Regions from separate parts of the Mus musculus genome. Here region 1 is linked to region 2. A link is a contact called in public Hi-C data. All regions are on one chromosome and are shown on one strand. Each heading gives the region's core, a stretch centred on a gene start, on an enhancer-like site or on the middle of the called end of the contact. The rest is flanking DNA. Distances are from core to core; before and after follow the strand shown. Region 1 overlaps Ctsh (cathepsin H). Region 2 has its middle 34 kb from the start of Rasgrf1.

The links. A called contact is a pair of places that touch in the nucleus more often than the background predicts.
Region 1: a contact with region 2 is called in a Hi-C map of group 2 innate lymphoid cells, with 4 times the contacts expected there. The contact joins two enhancer-like sites. A contact is called at or near these places in 3 of 484 Hi-C or Micro-C datasets (bone marrow-derived macrophages, group 2 innate lymphoid cells and nephron progenitors), 4 of 115 datasets of contacts at active chromatin or transcription factors (bone marrow-derived macrophages, cardiomyocytes, embryonic stem cells and 1 more) and 2 of 9 other capture datasets (adipose tissue and embryonic stem cells).

Annotation. Positions count from the first base shown.
Region 1 is chr9:90,068,264-90,073,823 of GRCm38.p6, forward strand. Ctsh (cathepsin H) reads left to right here. Exons shown (of 12, transcript NM_007801.3): 9 at 142-210; 10 at 3,556-3,662. Among named protein-coding and RNA genes, the nearest start is that of Ctsh, 17 kb to the left of the region's middle. Within about 2 kb of position 2,923, at least 17 of the 459 cell types and tissues checked have an H3K27ac peak or open chromatin away from gene starts, as enhancers often do. A contact at or near this core is called in group 2 innate lymphoid cells, where this site is marked.
Region 2 is chr9:89,872,875-89,878,350 of GRCm38.p6, forward strand. No RefSeq gene overlaps it. Among named protein-coding and RNA genes, the nearest start is that of Rasgrf1, 34 kb to the right of the region's middle. Within about 2 kb of position 1,802, at least 112 of the 459 cell types and tissues checked have an H3K27ac peak or open chromatin away from gene starts, as enhancers often do. A contact at or near this core is called in group 2 innate lymphoid cells, where this site is marked.

The DNA.
Region 1 (5,560 bases), core at 1,673-4,172, 200 kb after region 2:
GTCATGCTGGGTCCCTTTTTCTGAGCACTCCTTAGCCTCAGTAATAGTGTCAGGCCTTGGGACCTCCCCTTGAGCTGGATCCCACGTTGGAAGGTTAAGCATCTCTAATCTGTATTCTCTTCCCTATTTCACCCCGAACAGGATAGTTCATGCAGATTCAACCCCCAAAAAGCTGTTGCATTCGTCAAGAATGTTGTCAACATCACACTCGTGAGTACTGCGTCCAGCTCTAGCTAGGGAGTGTGTTCTGCTATGGAGGCCAGAAGAGCAGCTCTTTTGGGAAGCTTGTCACAGATGGAGGAATCTGGGTTATTGCTGACCCCTGCTCACCATATAAAGGCTATGTGGTGAAAGACAGGAAGGAATCATGGGGTGACAGGGGGTGCACTGGGTTCTGGGTTACAGGTCTATGGGGGACTTTGTGCCTGTGGGTCTGTTTTCTTGTCTAAAATGCAATAATCCCCACCATCCCTCTAGCATAGTAGTTCTCAACCTCCCTAATGCTGCCACCTTTTTTTAATACGGTTCCTCCTGTTGTGATGACCTCCAACCTTAAAGTTAGTCATTGCTACTTCATAACTGTAATTTTGCTACTGGTATGAGTCATAAGGTAATATCTGATATGTGACCCCTGTGAACTGATCAGTCGTTCAACAGCACCCCGTAAAGGAGTCGTGAGCCACAGGTTGAGAACCACTGCACTCGTGGCTGGCCCAGGCAAGTCTGCACATGGGGAGGTGAGGGGCATGCGCTTGTCAGTCAGGCCAGACTAAGATCTGCTGCAGCCCCAGCCTTCCTCAAGTCTGAAAGGCACAGTATTGTTCCCACCCCTGTCACCTGCCTGTGGCTTAGGTAGGGGCTGTGTGTATCCTGTGTTGCTGGTCTCCCTTTCAGCCCCCAGGCTGAGGGAAAGAGAGTAACCCATCATTGCTCTAATAAGGTCTGCCACACCTCACCTGGAGCTTTCCCGTAAGATAGTAACAGATGCCTGCTCACACCAGCTAGGGTACCCACAACAGACCAAAATGATCACAGTGCACCCAAGTCTAGCTTGGTGAGCCTGTGAATTTGTTGGGCTTACTTACAGGAATGTGAATAACCTCAAATCGGCTGTGTCATCAAAATGTCCCATGTTAGAGATGATAATAACTCCATATAGCTGCATAGATAGCACATGCTACCTCCTATGTACACTAGAACCTGCAGAGACCACATGAAGCTGGGACAGTTTATATAGCCTTGACAGAGACTCGGCAGGTGGGGGGGAGATATCTGCAACCACGGGGGAGAGTCTCATGAACCTCCCTTCCCCCTCCTATGAGGGAACACCAGCAAGTCAAATCTTACTGAGTCTGATCAGGGCCACTCTAAGATGGTAATGTCTGTTATACTTGAAGGGCAGCATTCCTGAACACGCAGTCACACCCTGCTTTTCCAAGAGAACGTGTGAGCATGCATGAGTGGCCTCGTGAGTCTGGGAGGCATGGGCTCAGTCAGGGAGGAGTGTGTATGATGTGAGAAACCTCCATGACGTGTGCAGATGTGATATGCAGGTAAGGGGGCGTGTGGCACAAACATGAACTTTCTGTAATGACAGCAGCTACCATCCAAAGAAAGGGCATGCCAAGCTCCCCATAGCAATAACAGTTTGGAGTGATTAGGGCAGTATAAAGCCACCCGATGGGCCTCATTTCCAAATAACCTATGACAGGAATGTGGTTATTAACTCCATTTGACAGATGAGACAACTAAGTCTCAGAGGAGCTTTAAAAATGTGCCCAGGAGCTGAGAGGTGAGGCTGGATTTGACTGAGGAATGTCACTCCAGAACTGGCGTTAACCACCTCAGCAATACAGCTCACTTCCTGCAATAGAGATATTATCGTCTCCTAGAAAGAAACCTGTTTTTTTTGTTGTTGTTGTTTTGTTTTTTTAACACACCCACCAAGACTGGCCCTCTGGGCCACTGGACTCCACCAGGAAGTGAAAGAAGCACTCAAAAGTTACCTTTTGTCTGGTTCCCAGGAAGACACGTCAGGAGCACAAGCAGAGCCCCAGAGAGCAGGCCAGAACTCTCAGACAGGACAAGGGAGAGCGTTGAAACAGTGCCAGCCACCGAGGTTCTTGCCCTAACGCGGCAGGCCTCTGTGATCTCCTGTGCTCCCAAGAAGTCTAGCCATACTTGGAAGGAACCCATTGCCTGAGCGAGGACACACCGAGTTCTGCACTCTGTCTCCTTCTGTGCTTTGCTTCCCTTCTCTGAGCCCTGGCCTCAACTCACTGAATCTCCTGCATCATTTCCACTCCTAAGCATCTCATTACTGTGGCTCCCTCTCAGTTTTGTTCCCAACTGGGTTGCTGTAAAACACAGAGTAGGGGAACCACCTTTGCCCTGGAGGGAGACTTTGGAGGTCTACCAAGTGCTTCTGGCTGCTGCTGTCCCCCTGCCTCCAAAAAGTTCCCATGACTCCCTTCTTGCTTTCCCCCACCAACATGGCAGGTCCTGCTCAGAAGGCTCAAGGCCTTGACTGGTCTTGTTTCCACCCCGGTATAGTTATTGCCTATCCTTGGATCTGTAAGATCTCTGTTCCACCCATGAGGTTCCCTAGATTGTCTTCCTGGATGTGGAGCTGAAGCGAGAGCGTCACACTCATCTCTGCATCTTTCGTAGGATGGCCTCAGTGGTCAGTTGTGACTGAGAGAATGAACGGCTGAACTGTGTGTGAGGTTGTCAGGGAGACAAGTGAGAGATTTCCAGACGCTCAGAAAGGGAGGGCAAAGGCCAAAGCCACAAGGGAGCTAGTCTGGTTTGGGAGGAAGAACTATAAGCCAGATTAAAATCTAAATGAGGTGTATCTTAGTCATAGAACACTTGTTTAGCACGCATGAGATTTAACCTTAGGTTTGATCCACCACCACCACCACAACAACAAAGACACGGCATAGTGACATACATAAGTGTAGAACACTCGCCTAACGTGCTCCGTCCCCATCAATCTGTTTAGTTTTACTTTTTGTTTTGAGACAGTCTGTTATATAGCTCTGGGTGTTCTAAAACCCAATATGTAGACCAGAATGGTCTTGAACTCAGAGGCCCACTTGCTTCTGCCTCCCAGGTGCTAAGGACTAAAGGTGTGTGCCATCATGCCCTGTTTTAAAAGGTTTCTAAAAGATAAAATTCATCCAAGCCAGGCATGGTAGTTCAAGCCTGTAATCCCAGCACTTGAGAGATGAAGGCAGGAAGATTGTCCAAGATCATCCTCAGCTTCAGGGCCACAAGTATGGCCCTCAGCTTGAGGTAACAAGTTTGAGCCCAGCCTGGACCACTTATGACCCTATCTCAAAAAATAACAAAATTCAATCCAAAGGGTGCTTGCTGACACCCTGCATAAGAAGGTGGAGTCTGCATTATTGCTCAATGTCAGGGGTTGTTGTCCCTCAAGGTTACCTGCACAGCTCTGGAACTCCAGCCCCTACCTTCAGACAACAGGCCATAAACATGGAGGGGAGGTGGGAGATGCCCTGCATGTCTGTCAGCCCTTCTGTCTGTCCACAGAATGACGAGGCTGCAATGGTTGAGGCTGTGGCTCTATACAACCCTGTGAGCTTCGCCTTTGAGGTGACTGAAGATTTTTTGATGTATAAAAGTGGCGTCTACTCCAGGTAAGCTGAGGGGGCAGGGGGGGGAGGGGAATCAGAGGGAGACTGGAGAAGACTGGATGGACCTCCTCAAACCCCGCGCACGGTCTCTGCCTCAACCTAGACTCCTAATTAGATACTTGTGAGACTTAGCGTACCTCTCTTTGTCTCCTTCAGCTCTGAGTGTCAGGGACCAAGTCTCTAACCCAGCAAAGAAAAGAGAGGTAGTGAAGGATGCCACAGGCCCAGCCACGATGGCTAAGTCATGACTAAGGCCAAAATCCATGCCCAGAGCTCTATGGTCATCTACAGAAGTGCTACATCCAGCCAAATATTTGAAGATGGGGTTGGAGATGTACCTCACTTGGTGAGGGCTTGCCTAGCAGGCAGCACAGCCTGGGGTGGGTCCCTAGCAACACATAAATGGGGTGTGATGGTCCATACCTAAAATCCAAGCACTGAGGAGGAGGAAGCAGGAGAATCAGACTCTCAGGTCATCCTTCGCTACGTGTAGAGCTAAGGCTAGTCTTGTCAGCATGAGACCCTGTCTCACACACACACAAAAAAAGGATCAAAAATGGGAAAGGAAAAATAGCTGTTTTCAGACATCAGAATTCTATGCTAGAGAGTTCACTATCTGGTTCTTCAGGAAGACCGTAGAGAGAGAGAGAGACCTTATCACCCAGAGCCTCATGGTTAGTAGACAGTCGCTCTATTGATGAGCTGCACCGTGTCCCCTCCCCCCGTGGCATGTCTAGTATGGGATTTCTACAGTCCCTAGGCTGCCCATTGGGCTACAGGAACACATTCAGCAAAGAGTCTATCTAGTTACTCCCCCTGCTCTCCAGGCTCCTCCATCTTCTCTGTTTTCCAGCTACCCCTAGAATGTCCATGTTCTTCTGGGCTTTGCCCTCAGCCCTCTATACAACCATAAATCCACTGCCAGCTATTTGATAGGAACATCCATGGCCCACCAAGTCCCTTCCAAGTATTATACCTATGCTTAGATCTGAGTGTTATTAGACCCTGCCAATTCGGCCATGGAGACCTCCAACCCTGCATTTGCCTGACCCAGGGCTCCTTGAAGGCATCTATGTCTGTTAGCAGACCCACATCCCTGATGCTGTGCGAGAGGCCAGAGCCACAACAGGCTGCTCACTCTCCTCTCCTCTCTATTCCATACCATCCCATCTTTAGATGCTTCCTCACTGGCTTGTTCCTAACATCTGTCTCTCCTACAATAGACATCCAGGCCTCTCCTCCATTTGGACCCAGAATCCTTCTGAAGTGCTTTTCTGTCTATGAAAATTTCTGTGTAAGAGGATATATATATATATATATATATATATATATATATATATATATATAAATGTGTATATGTATATATATGTATATATATATATTCATGTCTGTCCAAGTATGCATGTATATACATGTGAAGGCCAGAAGTCAACATAACTATGTTGGTGCACATGCACTTGTGTGTGTATGTAGTGTATGTATGTGGAGGTCAGAAGTCAATCTAACGTGTTTTCCCTGATGACTTTCTTAGTTTTTGAGACAGGGTCTCTCACTAGCCCTGGTTAATGCTCAATAGTTTAGCTGGTCTGGCAGGTAAATGTGCTCCAGGAATTTGTCTGTCACCACGTCCCCAGCACTGGGATTCCAAAAGTAAGCTGGCTGTTACACATGTTCCCATGTATGCTGGGAATCTGAACTCAGATGCTCAAGACTCGTGTGGAAAACACCTTTCCTCCCTGAGCCATCTCCCTAGCCCTATGATGCTTTGGGTATAAATAGCCAAGGCCTCCCTCCCCATTACCCAGGGTTCTTGGTGATTTTGCTCCCCTCTTCCTCTGCACACATCTGTCAACAAACCTCCCTTCTTGTCTCTCCTACAAAGCTCATTCTGCCCCTATTCC
Region 2 (5,476 bases), core at 552-3,051:
TCCATGAGAATGCAGAGGGGCATGGAGAGGAAGCCTGGCCTATTCCTTCCCAGCTGCCCTCACTAAGGACTGGGGAAAGGGAGGCATTGGGGAGGGAAGGTCACCCTGAGCAGCATGGAAGTTCAGGGACTATACTCCTCACCTCCAGCCTGTCTTCGAGAGACTCACACCACCTCCAATTCCAGCAATAGGTCCAAGATCAGAGAGTTAATGGCAGCCTTGGGAATATACTGAGGGTCTCAGCAACTGAGCATGGGAACTGGCAGTGTTGACCTGAGGTGAGGGGAAGGCGGGACCAAAGAAAAAAAACACTCTCAAACATAAGGCACATGAAGTGTTATTGGAGAATCTTGGGTTAAGTTAACCAGACAGACTCAGAGTTAGTAGAAACATTAAGGCACTGTGGCTTCTTCCCCATGTCATATAAAACACAGTCCTTACTTCAAAAGGATAGGGAATAGTCTCAAGCCAAATATTAGTGACTATGAGCCCAGGGACACATATTCAAGTTTCCCAAAATTCCATGTTTCAATATGGCAGCCATTTCATGAAGTTTATATAAAATCTTCATTACATTTATTTTTTTGTGTATACATATATAGGTTATTCCATGCTGTGTTATGGCTCACATATGGAGGTCAGAGGATAACCTGTAGTTGATTCTCTTTTTCTACCATGTGTGTCCCAGGGACGGAACTAAGGTCAGCAGCCTTGGAAACAAACATCTTTGCTTGCTGAGCCATCTCAATGACCCTCATGAAGTTTTTAGAGTAAGGGAACAAAGAATTTCATGAATCAGTACACTTGTCAGAGGCATCCGATAGCCGGGTTATAGTTCATCAGGGAAATAGCTGCATGGGTTCCAGGTGCCATAGTCCAAGAGGTTTTACCCATTAGTCCCAAGAATATCAGCTCAGACATGCACATAAGCAAGGAATAGTTATTAAGGATGCTAAAGATAGCCCAAGATAACTCCTAACTAGCCTGTGGTCCTGCAACACTCCAACCTCCTCATATCATTCACTACTAACCAGTTTATCAGACCAGTCCATACAGGGCACTGTTCTTTTACAGATTCCCCAAGAACTATATTTTGTGCCCAGGAAAGCCAAATGTTAATTTTCTTCCATTGTTAGATATTTCATTCCTAGGGACCAATGTACATGAGGTTGAGGAGTAGGCAGGAAAGCAATCTAAGAGACAAATAGCCAGTGAAGCTATTAAGGAGCAAACTCCTGGATCATATTAGATACTATGATATTGATCAGAGAGCTGATGGAGTGTCTGGGCCTTCCATATGACTCACACTGAGTACAGGCAAAGATCCTCAGAGTTAAGTCCCTTGGGAAAAACAAGAGATCACACATTCATCCCCCAGTTTGCTGCCCTCCCCTAAGCAGGTGTAAAGCACAACCGAATTTTCCCTGTGGCCTCTTAATCTCCCACCATAGCCCCCTGTCTATTAATACCCTTCCTTGCATGTCACTGTGTCTCCTAAGGCTGTCTTCTAAACAAGACACACTCTCTCAGATGCTAAGAGGATCCCTCTCCTATGGTAGTTCAGTGACTGTGATGATCTTTTGCCTGAGTTGTGGATGGGTGTGAGGAGCCATTGCTGAGTTCAGGGGCTCCCGCCCTCGCATCCCCCCAGAGGAGCCTCCACGCCTGCAAACAGGACCTTGAGTCAAATAGAATCCAAGTGTCCAGGACAAACAAGCTGCCTTTCTTAAGTGTCACCGGTAGCCATGGTGAGGGAGAGCAAACCACTTCCCCCACGCTGCTTCTCAGAACTATGAGTTCTAGCTATTGGTCATGCCGGTGACTCATCTCTGCAGCCCTTGCCGCCCTCCCTGTCTGTATGAGTCAGGCCTCTCTAGATAAACAAATTGATAGAATGGCTCTATACAAAAAATGGAATGTATTAGAGTGCCTTACAGGTTAGTATCTGACTATTCTAACAACGGCTGTCTTCAGATGGAAAAATCCCAAAATCCAGTAGTTTTTCGGACCTTAAGGCTGGACGTCGCAGCTAGTTTGGGGGTTTGACAGAATCCCAAAGAAGTACACTCCAATACCAGTGAAGGAAAGGTCTTGCCTATGAGTGTGAGGACAAGCAGGTAAAGAATTCCTGCTTCTATGTCCTTTACAGAGGCTACCAATAGATATGGCCCAGATTTAAGGTGGATCTTTCCACCTCAAAAGACAAAAATTTAGGGTGGATGTTCCCATTTCAAATAATTCAATACACAAAATTACCTCACAGACGTATTCAGCAGCTTGCTTGGGCTACAGTTAATTCTAGATGCAGATAATCAAAGTTGATAACCAAAAATAGCCATCATTCTGTCTGTGGTAGGAATGGACCTTATTGATTCCTGTTTGAATGTCTGGCCCACATAGGTGGAGCTATTAGGAGATGTAGCCTTGCTGGGAGGAAATGTGTCACTGCAGGAGTGGGCTTTAAGGTCTCAGATGCTCAAGCTAGGCCTAGTGTGGCATTCACCGCTGCTGCTTAAAGGTCAAGATGTAAAACTCTCAACTCTTTCTCCAGCAACCTATCTACCTGTCTCTGTCATGCTTCCCACCATGACAATGATGGGTTAAATCTCTGAACTGTAAGTCACCCCCTTACAGTGAAATCTTTTCCTTCATAAGAGTTGGTCATGGTCTCTACACAGAAATAAAATCCTAACTAAGACACTGTCCTATGTATGATGTAGCTCCCTCCTGGTGAGGTCACACCATTCGGAACCCCATTCTAACCTGTGTATCCACAGGCAGGAGCATCAGCTGTGCCTGGGCAAGACAAGCCCCTCTCTGAAATGCTTAAAGATCTAGCACAGCAAAGGAAGTGCCAACCCTGTAGGAGTTGAAATCAAGCCAGCACAGAGAGCTGGCAGCCTTCTTCTGACAAGAATGCAGTGTCTAACATTGCTAGTTTCGTTCTTTTTATAGGAGGGGGTGTGTTTATGTATGCTCAGGTGCCTATGAGTGTTTGCACACACGCATGTGGCGGTCAGAAGTCATTCCAAAGGAAACGTTTTTGAGATAGGGACCTAGGGATGGTCAGTTAGGCTGAACTGGCTGGCCAGTGAGATCCCACCACGCTAGGGTTGTTCACACAGAAGTTAAGCGGCAGGTCCTTGTGCTTGCTGAACAAGCAGCGCTTTACTCATGACACCGAGCCATTTTCCTAGCCACCTTTATCACTATTGATCTGCGGCAAGTCATAATAACTAACACTTTTAATAACTTGCCATGTCTACTATAAATATTTTCCAATTTTAATTTTTTTATACCATAAGTTTATAGAAACAAAGTGCCTGGTTCTCAGATTAATGATCTTTTAATTGATGATAATTGGGCATATTTATGGAATACAATATAATGTTTTCATCAATTGCAAAAAGAATCAAACAAGCTAATTAACACATCAATTACCTTACCAACTTATTTTAACCCCTATGGCAAGGATGTTAAAAAAAAAAATCTAGTCATCTTTTAGCAATTTTGAAATACCAATGCATCGTGTAAATTGTATTCCCCAGGCCCTGCAATATATTCCTGAAAGTTACTCCTGTCTTCATATTGGAAATGTGTTTCCTTTGATCATTATTTCCCATTTCTCCATCCCTCCTCCTCCCCCACACCCTTGGTACTTCCAACTACCCGTTTCTATGAGGCTACCTTTCATAGATTCAGTATTTGCCTTTCTGTGCCTAGCTTATTCTATTTAGCACACCTTCCAGCTTCACAAATTATCACAAATGACATATTTATGGAATACAATGTAATGTTTTTATCAATTGCGGAAAGATTCAAACAGGCTAACTAAAACATCAATTAACTTACCAACTTATTTTTCCCCTGCGGCGAGGATGCTTTTTCAAAAAAAAAAAAAAAAGATGTAGTCATTTTTTAGCAATTTTGAAATACCAGTGCATTGTGTCCTTATTGGTTATCCCAAAGGACAGAATGTCCTTCATTCTGCAGGTGCAGAACCTCACTGTACCTCCCTGTGCGTTTAAACCACATTTTCACTATCCATTTGACCACTGTTGGATACGTCCCCTGTTTTTCTCACCTTGGCTGCTGGGCTGAGCCTAGGAATGCAGGTCTCCCTTCAGCCGACTTGGTCAGTTCCTGGTGACTCGGAAGCTGGACTTCTGAGTGCTATGTCAGTTCTAACTTTAGTCTTTTAAGAACCTTTCACACTAGTTCCCTGATGTGACCGCTGTACTTGACCTTCTCACCACTACTCCAGGACTGTCTTTCCTCCGTATTCCACGGGATGCTTCTTCCTGTCATGCCTCTTCAGAGAGTGGCGAGTTGTGTGGCTTCTTGTGATGGCTTTTACTGCCATCCCCTGCTGACCAGAGATGCTGAACATTTCCCTCACGCGCCTGCTGCTCAATCGTCTCTCTTCTGAAAAGCATCTATTCAGATCCTTTGCCTGTTTTTCAGTCAGGTTGTTTACCAGGTATGCATTTTTTTCACCTTCTTAGATATTTTGGGTACTGGTCCCTTATCAGAAACTTAGGATTCTCAGATATTTATTAACTGTATAATTTGTAATTATTTCTTCCCAACCCCTGTATGTCTTCTCTGAAGTAATGACTATCTTTGCTGTTCATAAATGCCATCCCATTCGTCTCCTTCAGCTTCTGTTGTCTGTGATTTTTAAAGTCCAAGCCAGGCTAGAAATGGTCACTTAGACATCACCACGGGCTTTTCTCTGTTTTCTTCTGGTTGCTTTATATTGTAGGTTATGCTTAATCGTCCATCTATTTTGAGTCTTTTTTTTTATACAGCATAAAACAAAGGTCTAATTTCATCCTTCTACATATGGAGAGACCCAGTTTTACCAGCACTCCTTCTTGAAAAGACTGTCCTTTCTATAGTATGTGCTCTTGGCACCTCTGTTCAAAATTAATCATCCATGAGACTGAAAAGCATTTGTTGCTCTTCCAAAAGACCTAGGTTTCACTCCCGACATCCACATGGCCACTCACAACCATTTGTAACTACAGTTCCAGGGGATCCAAAATGTCCTCTTCTGGCCACTAGGGACTCAAGCATTCATGCACATACATACGTGCACACAGGCAAAAAAAAAAAAAAAAAAAAAAAAAAAACACCATAAATTAACACATGAAATTAATCGACCACAAATATATATGTCACCACCACCACCCCAAATCCCGGACTTCCCTGTTGTAATCGTCACTAATTCTGCTACTATGCCAGGCCCATGCTGCTTTGAGCCAATTACTTCATTATATATTTCGAGATCAGAAAAAGTGATGTCTGTAAACATCACTTTGTTCTTTCTGCTGAAAACTGCTTCACCTTCTCAGTCTTCCTGACCCCATATGAATTTTCAGATTGTGTTTTCTATTTCCGTGGAGAATGCCATTAGCATTTTGATAGAAACCATGCCGGCTCAGAAAATGTCCTGTGCCATATGTATATTCTG